Linked DNA regions of Mus musculus: region 1 is linked to region 2. A link is a contact called in public promoter capture Hi-C data. All regions are on one chromosome and are shown on one strand. The core of a region is the stretch at or near the end of the contact, and the rest is flanking DNA. Distances in the headings are between cores, read along the strand shown.

What was found. Promoter capture Hi-C pulls out the DNA fragments that hold promoters and counts their contacts.
Region 1: a contact with region 2 is called in a promoter capture Hi-C map of pre-B cells. A contact is called at or near these places in 1 of 39 promoter capture datasets (pre-B cells) and 1 of 484 Hi-C or Micro-C datasets (B cells).

What each region holds. Positions count from the first base shown.
Region 1 is chr19:18,628,388-18,634,942 of GRCm38.p6, reverse strand. Ostf1 (osteoclast stimulating factor 1) reads left to right here and starts at 3,130. Exons shown (of 10, transcript NM_017375.3): 1 at 3,130-3,323. The coding sequence starts at 3,290. It overlaps Nmrk1 (nicotinamide riboside kinase 1), which reads right to left and starts at 2,927. Exons shown (of 9, transcript NM_145497.2): 1 at 2,862-2,927.
Region 2 is chr19:12,794,770-12,800,537 of GRCm38.p6, reverse strand. Lpxn (leupaxin) reads right to left here and starts at 1,959. Exons shown (of 9, transcript NM_134152.4): 1 at 1,859-1,959. The coding sequence starts at 1,871. Zfp91 (zinc finger protein 91) reads left to right here and starts at 4,415. Exons shown (of 11, transcript NM_053009.3): 1 at 4,415-5,554. The coding sequence starts at 5,205. It overlaps Gm44505 (predicted readthrough transcript (NMD candidate), 44505), which reads left to right and starts at 4,415. Exons shown (of 13, transcript NR_024093.1): 1 at 4,415-5,554.

The DNA.
Region 1 (6,555 bases), core at 1,881-4,380, 5.8 Mb before region 2:
AGATCAATTAAGTGAACATCATCCTATCATAAGGACAGGCTATGAAGCACTTCATTATCAAGACCACAGAAAGGATGGTAATTGTATGCTAGCTTATCAGGCTCTGATGGATAATCTGTGTCATTCCTATTGATGCATTATTGAAGAGCCATGCATTTGCTGTGTACAGTTAATGGAAAATACTGGTCCCCTTCCTACTTGACATATCTATGCATACACTTCAGGATACTGCTTCAATTACACAGGATGAAGTAATGTGGTTGTGACACTAGACTTGAAGGGTTTCTCTGTGTGGGAACTCTAGCAATTCAGAGGGGAGGAATGGGATGGAAGAACCTTATCATAACATCCCTTAAGTAAGGGGCAGAAACTCCCATAGCCAAATACAAGGAAGCGGAAGGCTGTGTTTTTTCTTTCAAATCAAAGCAGCATTCCCCTCTCCCCATCAGCCTGATGACCCGAGATGCTGATGCTGCTGCTGCTGCTGCTGCTGCTGCTGCTGCTGCTGCTGCTGCTACTGCTACTACTACTACTACTACTACTACTACTACTACTACTACTAGAGTTCTACTACTACTACTATTAGAGTTCCTTGCTACTACTACTACTATTAGAGTTCTACTACTACTACTATTAGAGTTCCTTGCTGCCCTGAGTTCAATCCCCAGAACTGACATGGAAGGAGAAAACCAATTCTTCCAAGCTGTTCGGGTGAATTCTGGACCTATCTCACCAAGAACCAGCAGGTGATGTGAGAAGGGTGGAGAACTGGGCCATGCAGAAACACGGCTTGTGCCAGGCTGAGTGCCCAGTGGAGCAGTGAGCGGCCTACTAATTCCCAGAGTTGTCCATCCAAAAACTGTGTTGGATTCACAAGACATTCATTCCAGGTTCAGACATGGCACTATAAACATCTGTATCATTCTATTTTATTATATATTAGAGCCTCCTTAAACATGGTTTCAAAACCAAATGTTGAGCAAGTTGTCATGCTTCATATATGTGCTAGAGGGTTTTTGTTTCATTGTTTTAGAGGCCTTTCATGCGGGTCAGCCTAGCCTTAAAGTCTTAAAGAACAATCATATACTGCACCTCTGGTCTCTACTCTCTGCCACAGAGTGGTGGGATTGCAGGTGTGTGTCTGTACACCTGGCTTGCAGCAGAGATGTTGTGAAGCACACACAACTCAGAGCCAAGACAAACTGTACATCTTAATGTCTCTGGAGAGACCACCTTTTGGACCTTTCAGAGTCTTGAAGTCAGGGTATCCTGTCAGCTTGAATCCTGTGGGATATTTATGCAGTGTCTTCTTGGCCGCTAGTATCCTTTCCACAGAGAGGGAGAAGAACAAGATGGGAGAGGAGCAAACCTTAAATGAGCCATTTATCTTTTTCACACTTACTTATCATTCTTATTTGTTATATTATTTATCTGTTGAGACAGAATCTCACTATGCAGAGTCCAGGCTGGTCAGGAACTTGCCACACAGCCACGGCTGCCTCTGTGGCAAAGCTACCTTCCTAAAAGTACTGGGATCATAGGCAAGCCTCGCCAAGACTGGCTCATACGCAGAATTGTTTAAAACTATCTTTGATTTAATCCCAGTGAAATGTTAAATCTTCTTCATAGTTGGCTTATGTTTATATTCAATCTATTCCACTCTGAACAGAGACTTCTAAAGCACAGAATGATTCCCAGGAGGATGGGAAGAGTCAGCAGGCGGCAAGAACTCCACCATCAATCAAATCTGAGAAACACAAGAGCAAACACACATGCTCTTCAGATGACTTCAAGGCCCAGGTTTCAGGACTTCCGTGAGGTTCAGGCTACAGTTATCTGGATACGCTCCCATGAATAGGACTAATTTCAACTTTGAACCCTTTTGGTAAGCAGAAATCCCCCACAGGTAGAGTTCCTGGTAAGCAAGGCCTGGGGGCATAGCCATGACCAAGCTCCTGCTAACCTTTGCCCCTTGAAGTTTCAGTCACTTTTTTCCCCGTAAATTAACCTTCAATAGACATGTTGAAGGTCCATTTTGTGGAGGTTCTTTTTTAAAAAGTTGCTTTCTTACATTTGTATCTAGGTTGCGGTGCATGTGTGTGGGCAGGTGCATGCCATGGTTCACCACAGAACACATGCTCAGGTCATAGGTCTCCTGGGAGTTCTCTTTCCAAAGTGTGGGTGCTAGAGGCTGAACTCTGCTCATCAGGTTTGGCAGCAGGGGCAGCTGGACCATTGTGCTGACCCTGTAGTTTCTTACATAACCAGTATTTTCATTTTTATTACCCCTAATATACAATAGGCATATAATATTGACTGTGACATTGTGAGTTTACTTATGTGTGAACATAAACTCTCGTGTTGGGCAACTTGTATAAAGTACCAGCCAGTAGTATAGTTTTGACTTCGCGGGTAACTATTCAACTCTGAAATTGTAATAAGAAAGCCAATGCATAAGCAAACGAGCATGCTGTGTTCTAATAAAATTTTATGGTCACGGAAATCTAAGTTTCCCCTAACTTTCGTGTGCCACAAAATACTATGCTTTTGTCTCAGCTATTTAAAAAACGCCAAAAGCACTGTTAGAAGTCTTTATAAAAGCCAGGCAGCAAGTGGGTTGGAGTTTGTTAACCAGATGCTGTAGAAAAAGCTGTCCTGTCCCGTGGGGGATCAAGACCCGATTCTCCAGCTAGCAAATGTGGGGTCTCCTACAGCTAGCAGTGTCTAGTTGCTTTTTAGGAGCATCTAAGTCCCACCGCGGTTTCCCTAGACACGATCAGGTTCCTGGTACATACAGCGAAGGAGACTCTTGAAGATTCCCAGGCCTCGCCGTGTGTACGCAGCAGGCAGTGGGTACTCACCGAAGCGGGTTCGAATCCTTCCCAGCAGGGTCGCAGAGCAAGCTTCAAGAGCGTTTCATGCCTACCACTGCCCGGTGCTCACCTAGGCAGCGAAGTCCACTGCGCTTTCATAGCCTCCCCTACGCAGGGCCTGAGGGCGTGGCTACTGTAAAGCTCCTCCCCCAAGAGAAAGGCGGGGCTCCGGCGTGCCGGAGCAGGCTGGACCTCTGAGGTTCGGCCGGGCTCCCCGCCGCAGCCAATCAGCAGCCGGCGAGGCGCGGCCACTTCCTGGTGGGAAGGCCGGGCTGTCTGCGGAGCTCGCTGGTCCGAGTGTCCCGCATCGGGTTGCGCGCGGATCCGGAGCGGCCGCGGCCAGCGCAGGCTTGGCGCCCAGTTCTCGTGTGCGTGTGGGGCTCCCGCGGCTGAGCCTGGTCGCTCCGTGTAGCGCCATGTCCAAGCCACCTCCCAAACCGGTCAAACCAGGTAAGAGTGGTGTGCGCTGCGCGTGCGGGTCTCCAGGCTGCGGGACCCGGTGCTCGAGTTCCCGAGGAGCGTCCTCGGACTCTGTCCACACGGCTCGCCAGGACGTTCTAGCGGTGTGGTGGCAGCACCTCGGTCGCGGCCACTTCCTCATATTTCGCCCTGTCGCTGTCAAGTTGGAGTTCTTGACCGGCAGGCGAACGGGAAGTGCGCTGCGGCTGGGTGGGGTTTGCGCCCGGGCTGGAGCGGGCCAGGGACCCGAGGTCTCCCGGGAGCTTTGGAGAGCTGCTCGGGCGCTGCCAGCGGGACAGCCGGGCTGCAACCCTCTCGGCTCCTAGCTTTAGGCAGTGTCGCTCTGTCATGCATCCTAGTGTTTTTGCTTAGGGTGACTCTCGCGAACTAAACTGGAGAGAGTACGAAGTTCCTCAAAGCAGTTTTCTTGACCGCCCTTCCTGGTTCACTTTTAAAAACGTTGTTCTTAGAGTGTTTTCTGTGATATGGAGAAACGAGACTAAATAAACTCGTGGGAATTTTCATTTGGATAGGGAATTGACAGGGATCGTAAAAAAATGGGAGATGAATGTTTGATGAATTCCCAGACCCCTTTTCCTAATCTCCTGCAGCTTTGGTATTACAAAGGCTGAAAGCCATTTACATCAACTTTTATAGCTGCTTATGCTGCTGCTTCAGTGATTTTTTTTTTTTTTTTTTTTTGCCCTTGAGGTTGTTTTATTGGTTTTGCTTTGCTTGTTTGTTTGTTTTACTAAAGTGACAGTCACTTCAACTTCAATAATTATCCAGTTTCCTTCTTTTGTGGCAGCATCAAGCCCCTGACTTTGAAAATAATGCACACATATTTGTGAAACAGGCATTCGCTGTCGACGTAAATTCTGTAGGGCCGGAATATGAAGGAAGTGGCTCAGACTGGCTTTGGCCTGAGCAGAGGCTGGGCGGGTGCTGGTTGAGGCTGCCCTCGACGTGAAATCTGAGAAGTTTGCAATTTGCAATTTAGATGCGGATGTATGAGGTGGCAGTTTTGTAAACTCTGCTGTAAGTCAGTAAGTACCTCGAGGGTCCAACTAAGCTGAGTTCTTTGATGGCTGAACAAAGCTCTTGATTTTGAAGAATGTGCCGAGAATCGGTTCGTGAAGTTTTTCATTCCCCCAGACACAGTAAAAGTGAAGTCAGTGTTGAGTCTGTGAGTGTTGGCAGGAGCCTGCCCCTGTGTACGTGATTGTGAACTTGTGTGTTCATGCACCCTTGGGTGTGGTTTAGGACCCAGCCTGTTACTAAGTCGAGGTTTGCTCTGGGAACCAGTTTTGTTGTTTACATCTCTGCCTTTTCCTCTCCAGCAAACCAGAAAACACATGGCTAAACATTTTTACTATTTAGAGAGAACTTTGACTTCACTTTGGATTTATAAGTGAGGCCCAAACATAGAGTTGCCATGAAAGTCGGTTTATTTACCTAGTAATGGATAATGAGAAATATTAGTGTCAGTAGGACTTAAGCTTTGTGCTTGCTTACTTGAAAACAGAAAGTTTTATTTTCATACTGTCCCACATGTACTGTGTGCTAGGCGCTTGTCTAGTCACACATACGTGTTTGAATTCATTCACTTCTCAGTAACCTACCAGGTCAGTAACTGTTTTTTTATTCCCAGTGTCCAGGGGGAGTAGGCACAACAAGTTAACTCATCTCCTCTCAGCAATGGGGTGGTGATGTATGGGTCATAGAGGAGTGCAACTCAGATGTTTGACTCCAGGATTTGTGCTTTGCTCCTGTGTGAGGAGCCCTGAATATTTTACAACTGGATAGGAATCTCAAAGAACCAGGTTTCTGGCCCCCAGCCAGACTGCTTTATGCACAGCCATGCTGAACACCCCTGGTTAGGGTACAGCAGGTGTACTGTGCTTTCTTCCCTTGGCAAGTCACGGGGATGAAGGTCTCCAAAGAAGCTGGGCATTCCTGAGACTATATCTAAGTTTTAATTTGTCACTTGCTGCTTTGTTTACACCCTCTCTCTTCTCCAAAATATTTCTAAACATTCAAATTATCAGAGAGAGTTGGGGGAGAGGGAGAAGACAAAGGCTTGGGGCAGAGAGGGAAGAATAGTAAAAAAGGAAAAGAAAAGTAAGCTGGTATACAGGTCCTAGGCTCCTGTAGAGTTACCGAAAAGGGGAGGTCCTGTGATTCTCTGCCTCATGCAGACAGATGAAAGACCACCAGCAAGGCCTGCAGTGCTCAGGAAACTAACATGTGCTGTTTCTAATGGCACTGAGATCTGAGACAGAAATTCCCACAGACTCTCTTCCTGTGTTAGGCAGGTTTTCTGTAGCAGTGGAGTAAGACCACATTGCTCCTAATTTAAAGGGCAACACTGAGAAGACAGGAGCCAGATGGAGAGGCAGAGAAGGGCAGAGGACTTACTGTAAGAGTCTAGAGGCATGGCTTACTTAGTTGTTTGTTTGTTTGTTTTCTGTTGCAATTTAAAAGATCAAGGATTTCATTTGCCGCACAGTGCGTGAGTGTACTCTACCACAGCAGGAAACTTCTGGATACAGCAAGCCACATGACCTCTGCAGTCCAGGAGAGAGAAGGATGTATGCTCCCACTCAGATAGCATCCTCCTTTTTATCCAGATGGAGTACTCAAACCAGGATGGTGCGGCCCTTGTTTAGGATCAGTGTTTACAACTCAGTTAACCTAATCAATGTAATCCCTCCAGGCATTTTTCCCCCAATTTTTTATTATGTATTTTCTTCATTTACATTTCAAATGCTATCCTGAAAGTCCCCTATACCCCACCCCTACCCTGCTCCCCTACCCACCCACTCCCACTTCTTGGCCCTGGTGTTCCCCTGTACTGGGGCATATAAAGTTTGCAAGACCAAGGGGCCTCTCTTCCCAATGATGGCCAACTAGGCCATCTTCTGCTACGTATACAGCTAGAGACACGAGCTCTGGGGATACCAAAATACCCATGGAAGGAGTTACAGAGACAAAGTTTGGAGCTGAGACGAAAGGATGGACCATCCAGAGACTGCCCCACCCGGGGATCCATCCCATAATCAGCCACCAAAAGCAGACACTATTGCATATGCCAGCAAGATTTTGCTGAAAGGACCCTGACATAGCTGTCTCTTGTTAGGCTATGCCAAGTGCCTGGCAAACACAGAAGTGGATGCTCACAGTCATCTATTGGATGGAATACAGGGCCCCCAATGGAGGAGCT
Region 2 (5,768 bases), core at 710-3,209:
ACATTCCATGCAAATTGTTACAATTTGAAGAGACCATTGAGGGGTAACTACTAGCAGTTTATTAACCTGTAGCAAATTGGATTATCTACAGTCAGCTTCCAAAGTTGCTTATTTTCTACATTTCTGAAAAAGATTTCCTTAACAACTATGCTACTCAGAAATTCTTTAAACTATACATTTTTTTAAAATGTATTACTACACTGGCCACCAGAACAAATACACTTCTAATATAAAAGAACAACCTGTAACATTACCATTTAATTGTACTTAGTGTCAGGTGCTCCTGAGAGTGAACAAGATATTTTGGGTTTTCATTATTTAAAGAAAAACAATAATACCTATTTCAGAAAACTGCTGCAAACACTAAACTTATTTACAGATTTTAAGTTTTCCCAATATTAATTGCCCTTTAACTTTTTGAACTAATATTGAATTAAATGTAGAATGTACTTTGATATTGTGATTAAGGCTGTATTTTGGACTTTGATATAGAACCCAATTCTTTTTTATATAATATTGGTTACTTATTCTTTGAGAATTTGATGTGTGTGACCTATAAAATAAAGCAAAACTAAGATCCTACCTGAAAAAAAATGGTAAAACTCGATGAAGAAATGCAAATTTCCTCCAATACCCACACAGGATATGCATTCATCAAATTCTCAAAGAATAAATAATCAATATTATATAGAAAAGAATCTGGATTCTATACCAAAGTCCAAGATACAGCATTAACCACAATATTGAACTACATTTTACTGACAAAACAGTTAAGGATTTATTTAAAACACCCTTTTTTCCCTCAATAATTTCTATTCTCTTCTTTGTTCCTCTGTTTCTCCAGTTCTTAAAACACAACCCCAATAATTATTTTTAATGACAATGTACAAGCTTTGCATCTTATTATTGTTGGAAGTTTTTGCATAGCTACAAACACAATGTGGAATTAATACAGCTTGAAAAGTGGGTAAAAGTAACTTTGTGTAGCGATAACAAAAATAAATAGGTGATACAGATAGATGGATGGATGGATGGATGGATGGATGGATGGATGGATGGAAGGACAGATGGGCAGGCAGGCAGACAGGGAGGTATGTAGATGATAAAAAGTTGCCAAGGTATATGAAATGAGCCCCAAGGAGACAGACTTTACAGCTCCAGGCTTTTTGACCTAGGTTTCTCTGGACACAGTAGCCCAGCGGCACTTCTACTGACGTTTTCATTACCTCAGAGTGAAAGGATGGACTGTTTTTCTTGAGAAGCAATCTGCTCCTTCAAGATTTCTCTAAATAAAAAGCAACAAAACCTACTACAGTGATGGTCTACCTGTAGTCTAACAGTAAACTACAGAGAAATGAAAGCACTCTGGCCCTTTTGCAATCTCTACAGACCCTTTACACTGCTCGGTCATTTCACTGTCCTTGCACTATCCTCCCTTTCTCCTGGTTTCCTTTTCTTTCTTCTCTCCTTCCCTTCCTTCATTTAATGTCTTCTTCCTTTCCCATCCTTTTTTTTTTTTCTTCCAGTATCATATCTCCAAGCTGTAGAGCTGCCCTATGACCTCCAGTAGCTGCCAAGGGAAAAGGCACTTTCAATTACAATTCCTTCTGTTTCTTTGGCTGTCTGGTCTCAACGCTCTGCCAACTGTGCCGCTGCAAACAGCAACCCCATAGCTCCCCCAACAATGATAGTTCCTCCTGCCTCACTCTTGTTTGAATTGAGGACAGAAGTGAAAACAAAAATCTTTCAGTCCTATCCTCAGTTTGACTAGACCACACTTCATCATTACAGATGGGGATGGATGGCAGCCAGGCCCCCACTTCCTTAGAGCATCTTCTCCAAAGGCCCCTTCACTCACCCAGCTCTTCCATTGTCCTATACCTGCGATGCTCTAGTCTCGAAGATTGTGAAGAACTTTGTTGGCATGTGGTGAAGAAGAGGACCACAACGGAACTGAATGAGACAGTGCGAAGCAGCCTCTGTGACCCCTTTTGGTTCCTGTATTTGCTTAGCACTTCCTCACTTTTGATTTGCTGAATACTTTTTCTTTTCTAGTAGCTCAGGGTTTTTTTTTTGTTTTGTTTTGTTTTGTTTTTTGGTTTGTTTTTTTTTTGGGGGGGGGTTTTATATGTTTGTTTGTTGTTTTAATTGTGCTAACAGAAAAAGGCAGGTTGTGCAAGATTGAAGTTTTGATGCTACATTGGCCAAGGTGGCTATAAAAATTGAAAGTTAATTCTTTTTTTAATTTAAACACCTACTGTATTCAAGGGCTTATCTTGAACACACATAGAAATTTTAGGCTTATACTTAAAGAGTTTTCCAAGTTTAAGTTTCCCATTGCCCACTGCAGGCTATTTTCTGTCTCCTTCCTTTTCTTTCCTTCTCTTCCTCCTCCTTTTCCTATAAAACTAGAAGACCATGGAAGTACAGGTCCTTTCTTAAAATTTCTGATTAAATAGCATCAACTTCATTTCACTATTTGTACTTACTTAGTACAGCTGACCTCACTTCCCATACAAACTGTGATTTTTTAAAACAGACGTTTTAATAATTGTGTGTGTGTGTGTGCTCATGTAGGCATTCATAAGTTGTAAGAGTAAGAAAGCGCTCTCCTTGTACCACTGGGGTCCCACAGATGAAATTCATCAGACTTTTCAGCAAAGTGCCTTTATCTGCTAAGCAATCTCACTGGCCCAGATTATAGATTCTTTAAAGTTGAAGAGAAGTGGGTTCACTTTTGAATTCTCTGATCCTGGTTTATCCAGTTATTCAACATTCAAACGTCTACAGAATAAGGAAGAATCAATTGAGAAGATTTAAGATACTGGGTACTAAGCTTCCAGAATCTGAATTACAATTCCTGCTCAGTTCACAATTTCTCCAAAAAGGTGAGAGAGGTAGATTTTTATCTTATTGTGCCTTTGTTCATCTCAAAAGGAAACAAACAAACAACAAACGCATTTAACAGAAAATTGCCTAGAAAAGGCAGTATATAAAGAACTATAAGTATGGCCCTGTGAAGTGGGTTTTGTCCCAGTGTTTACCAAGAGACTAACAGGAATAGGGAGTAATAACTGGCTAGAAGAATAGAATAAAGGGATAGTTTTGTAATGATCATCTTTTAAAAGGAACAAGTCATTCATTTTACTAAAACCTTTTTTAAGAGGCTCGCTTTTTGTATTACTTTAAGCAGCCATTGGATGTCAGTGCTGTTCCAAACGTGCTCATTGCAAACAGCGCTAGAAAATTCATTCCTACTGATACCGTCGGGTTTTAGAACTGAAAAGGACACTAATCCTTTGAAAGCGCAAAACTCGGTAGACTATAAAACATTTGCCTTATCTGTGTGGCAAATGAGCCAGATGCTGGGAGGAAAAGAAGAAAGAAAAATGAACTTCTTTAAAAGTCTAAAATTTAATGGCTAATATAAAATTCTGAATCAGATTTCCAAACTTTGTATCTTTCCATACTGTTGTGTAGATTTTAACTTAAGACGTTTGCATCTTCGAAGTGTAAGGAGTCTCCTTGAAAGTCGTTTCCTGGTTGCAATGTGTAAAAGGCAACCCAAGGAATGCAAACAATGTTTAAGAGGGAAAGAAATGCATACAAACGTATAAGAGGCTGCATTACCACCAGTTGCGGTTTGAACGATTGGAAAGCCCCCTTTCCCCATCAGGAAGGTACTTAGCTGTAAACGCTAGTCAGAGCTGCTATTATGACTGTGTTTCCTGTGCCGCAGAAACATCTACAGACCGCAAAGGCATTCAGCCTCGGGGTGGAGAACGTGAGCGACAGCTAACTTATCCACAAAAAAATCAGTGAGTCACGCTAACCGGCTCTCCAGCTCCAGCACCACAGCCAACGGCAATTCCGTGGCGCCCCATCCCTACCAGGAAACAACTTTACACTTCGTCCTACACGTTTTATTAAAATTAAGTTGACAGACGCAGAACGAGTCCCTAACCTCCTGGGCTTCACAAGTGAGAGGCTCAACACAAGATGGAGGAATAAAAAGGAGCGTAGCTAACAGGTCGCAGAGGAGGCGTCAAATGACCAGACCGAAGTAAGTAAAGACTATGACGAGGGCACTTCGGAGCACTTACACAAAAAAAGATTAAAAGAAGTAGGATTCTCTCCCAGGGACCCCTAGCCTGTAATTGGCTCAATATTTTTGCCAGTTGTACGCAGGCGTCGCGACCTAACCCGGAAGCAATGCCTCGCTAAAACGTAATCTCAGACCTCAGATAGACGCTCCCAGCCTTCCCTCTGCCTCTAGTTTCCCATGATTTCTCTGGAAGCGCAGAGTAAATAGGACTACGTCTCCCAGAGTGCCCTCGGCGAAGTTGGCCCTGCGCGTGCGCCTCACGACTATCCCGCGCTGTCCCCTCGGCCCCGCCTCTATCCTATCGCCGCCATTTTTTCAGAGACTTTCATCCGGCAACGGACAGGGCCTTTTTTTTCTTAAAGGAGAAGCTGCAACTCAAATAATTTACCACTTCTCCCCTCGAGAGCTGGCGGCGCTGGGGACAGAAAGGCCAGAGCAGGAAGGTGGGGGTCTGGGTGGAGGCGGGATAACGTCCAGGCTACTTCTTAGGCTAGTAAGAACCCTTGAGGGGACAGCGGCGCCTCCGGGAGGCAGGTGCGCGCGCAGCCGGCAGGGGGGTGCGCGCGCGGCTGAGAACGGTGCGTTTTGTCCTCGCCTCCGCCCTCGCCAGCCCTGCCCCTCCCACCGCCCCTAGCTTGAGCCGAACTCCAAAGTGGGGGGGGAGAAAGGTCACTTTGGGATTGTCGCGAGACGCAGCCGTTTAACGGTGAGAACGGGCGCGCGGGCAAGGAAACCTCGCGCTCTCCCTCGGAGCCGTTTCCTGATTGGTTGGAGGAAGGGGTGGGGGAGGGCACCGAGTGCGCTGCTGCGTGTGAGACCGCGAGGGGCCGGGCCAGGGGGGCCGATCCTCCCCTCCGATTGGCCCGCTGCGTGTCCGTCCGGGTGCGCGCGTGCGCGCCGCCGGCGGTCGCTGGCTTGAGTGGCAGGGGGCGGGTGGGGGGGGGCGCCCTCGGAACGGGCGGAGGGGCGGGGGGGAGAGAGGCGCTCCGGAGTGAGGGAGCCGGACGCTCCGGGAGCCGAGGGGGGCGGGGGGAGCTGCGCCGCGGGCGCCGCCGCCTCCACCGCCTGGGACGCAGGGGTGGGGGACGGACGAGCCCCGATGCCGGGGGAGACGGAGGAGCCGCGATCCCCGGAGCAGCAGGACCAGGAAGGGGGCCCAGCAGCGGCGGCCGACGCGGCTTCGGAGGAGCTCCGGCCCGGCGCGGCGGCGGCGCCGGCGGCGCCTGCAGAGACCGCGAGCAGCCGCGTGCTGAGGGGAGGTCGGGACCGCGGCCGGACCGCTGCGGCCGCCGCCGCCGCCGCTGCCGCTGTGTCCCGCCGGAGAAAGGCCGAGTATCCCCGCCGGCGGAGGAGCAGCCCCAGCAACAGGCCTCCCGACGGCCCAGGGCATCAGCCCGCGGCCGCGAAGCCCCCGTCTCCTGCTCAGGGCAAGAAGAGTCCGCGACTCCAGTGAGTAACAGTCTTTGAAGCGTTGGGGAAGACCCCCCTCTAGTTCTCTCTCCCCTCCCGGCTCCCGTAGCGCCCGCTCCACGTGACACCCTGCTTGCTCTGCCCCCTGCCGGCTCGGCACGCCAGATGTCACGCCGCTGGCGGCCGGGCTCCGGCTGCTTCACTGCCTGTGGCCGCCAGCCCACGCCCGAAGTCGCCCAGTGCAGGCTGCACG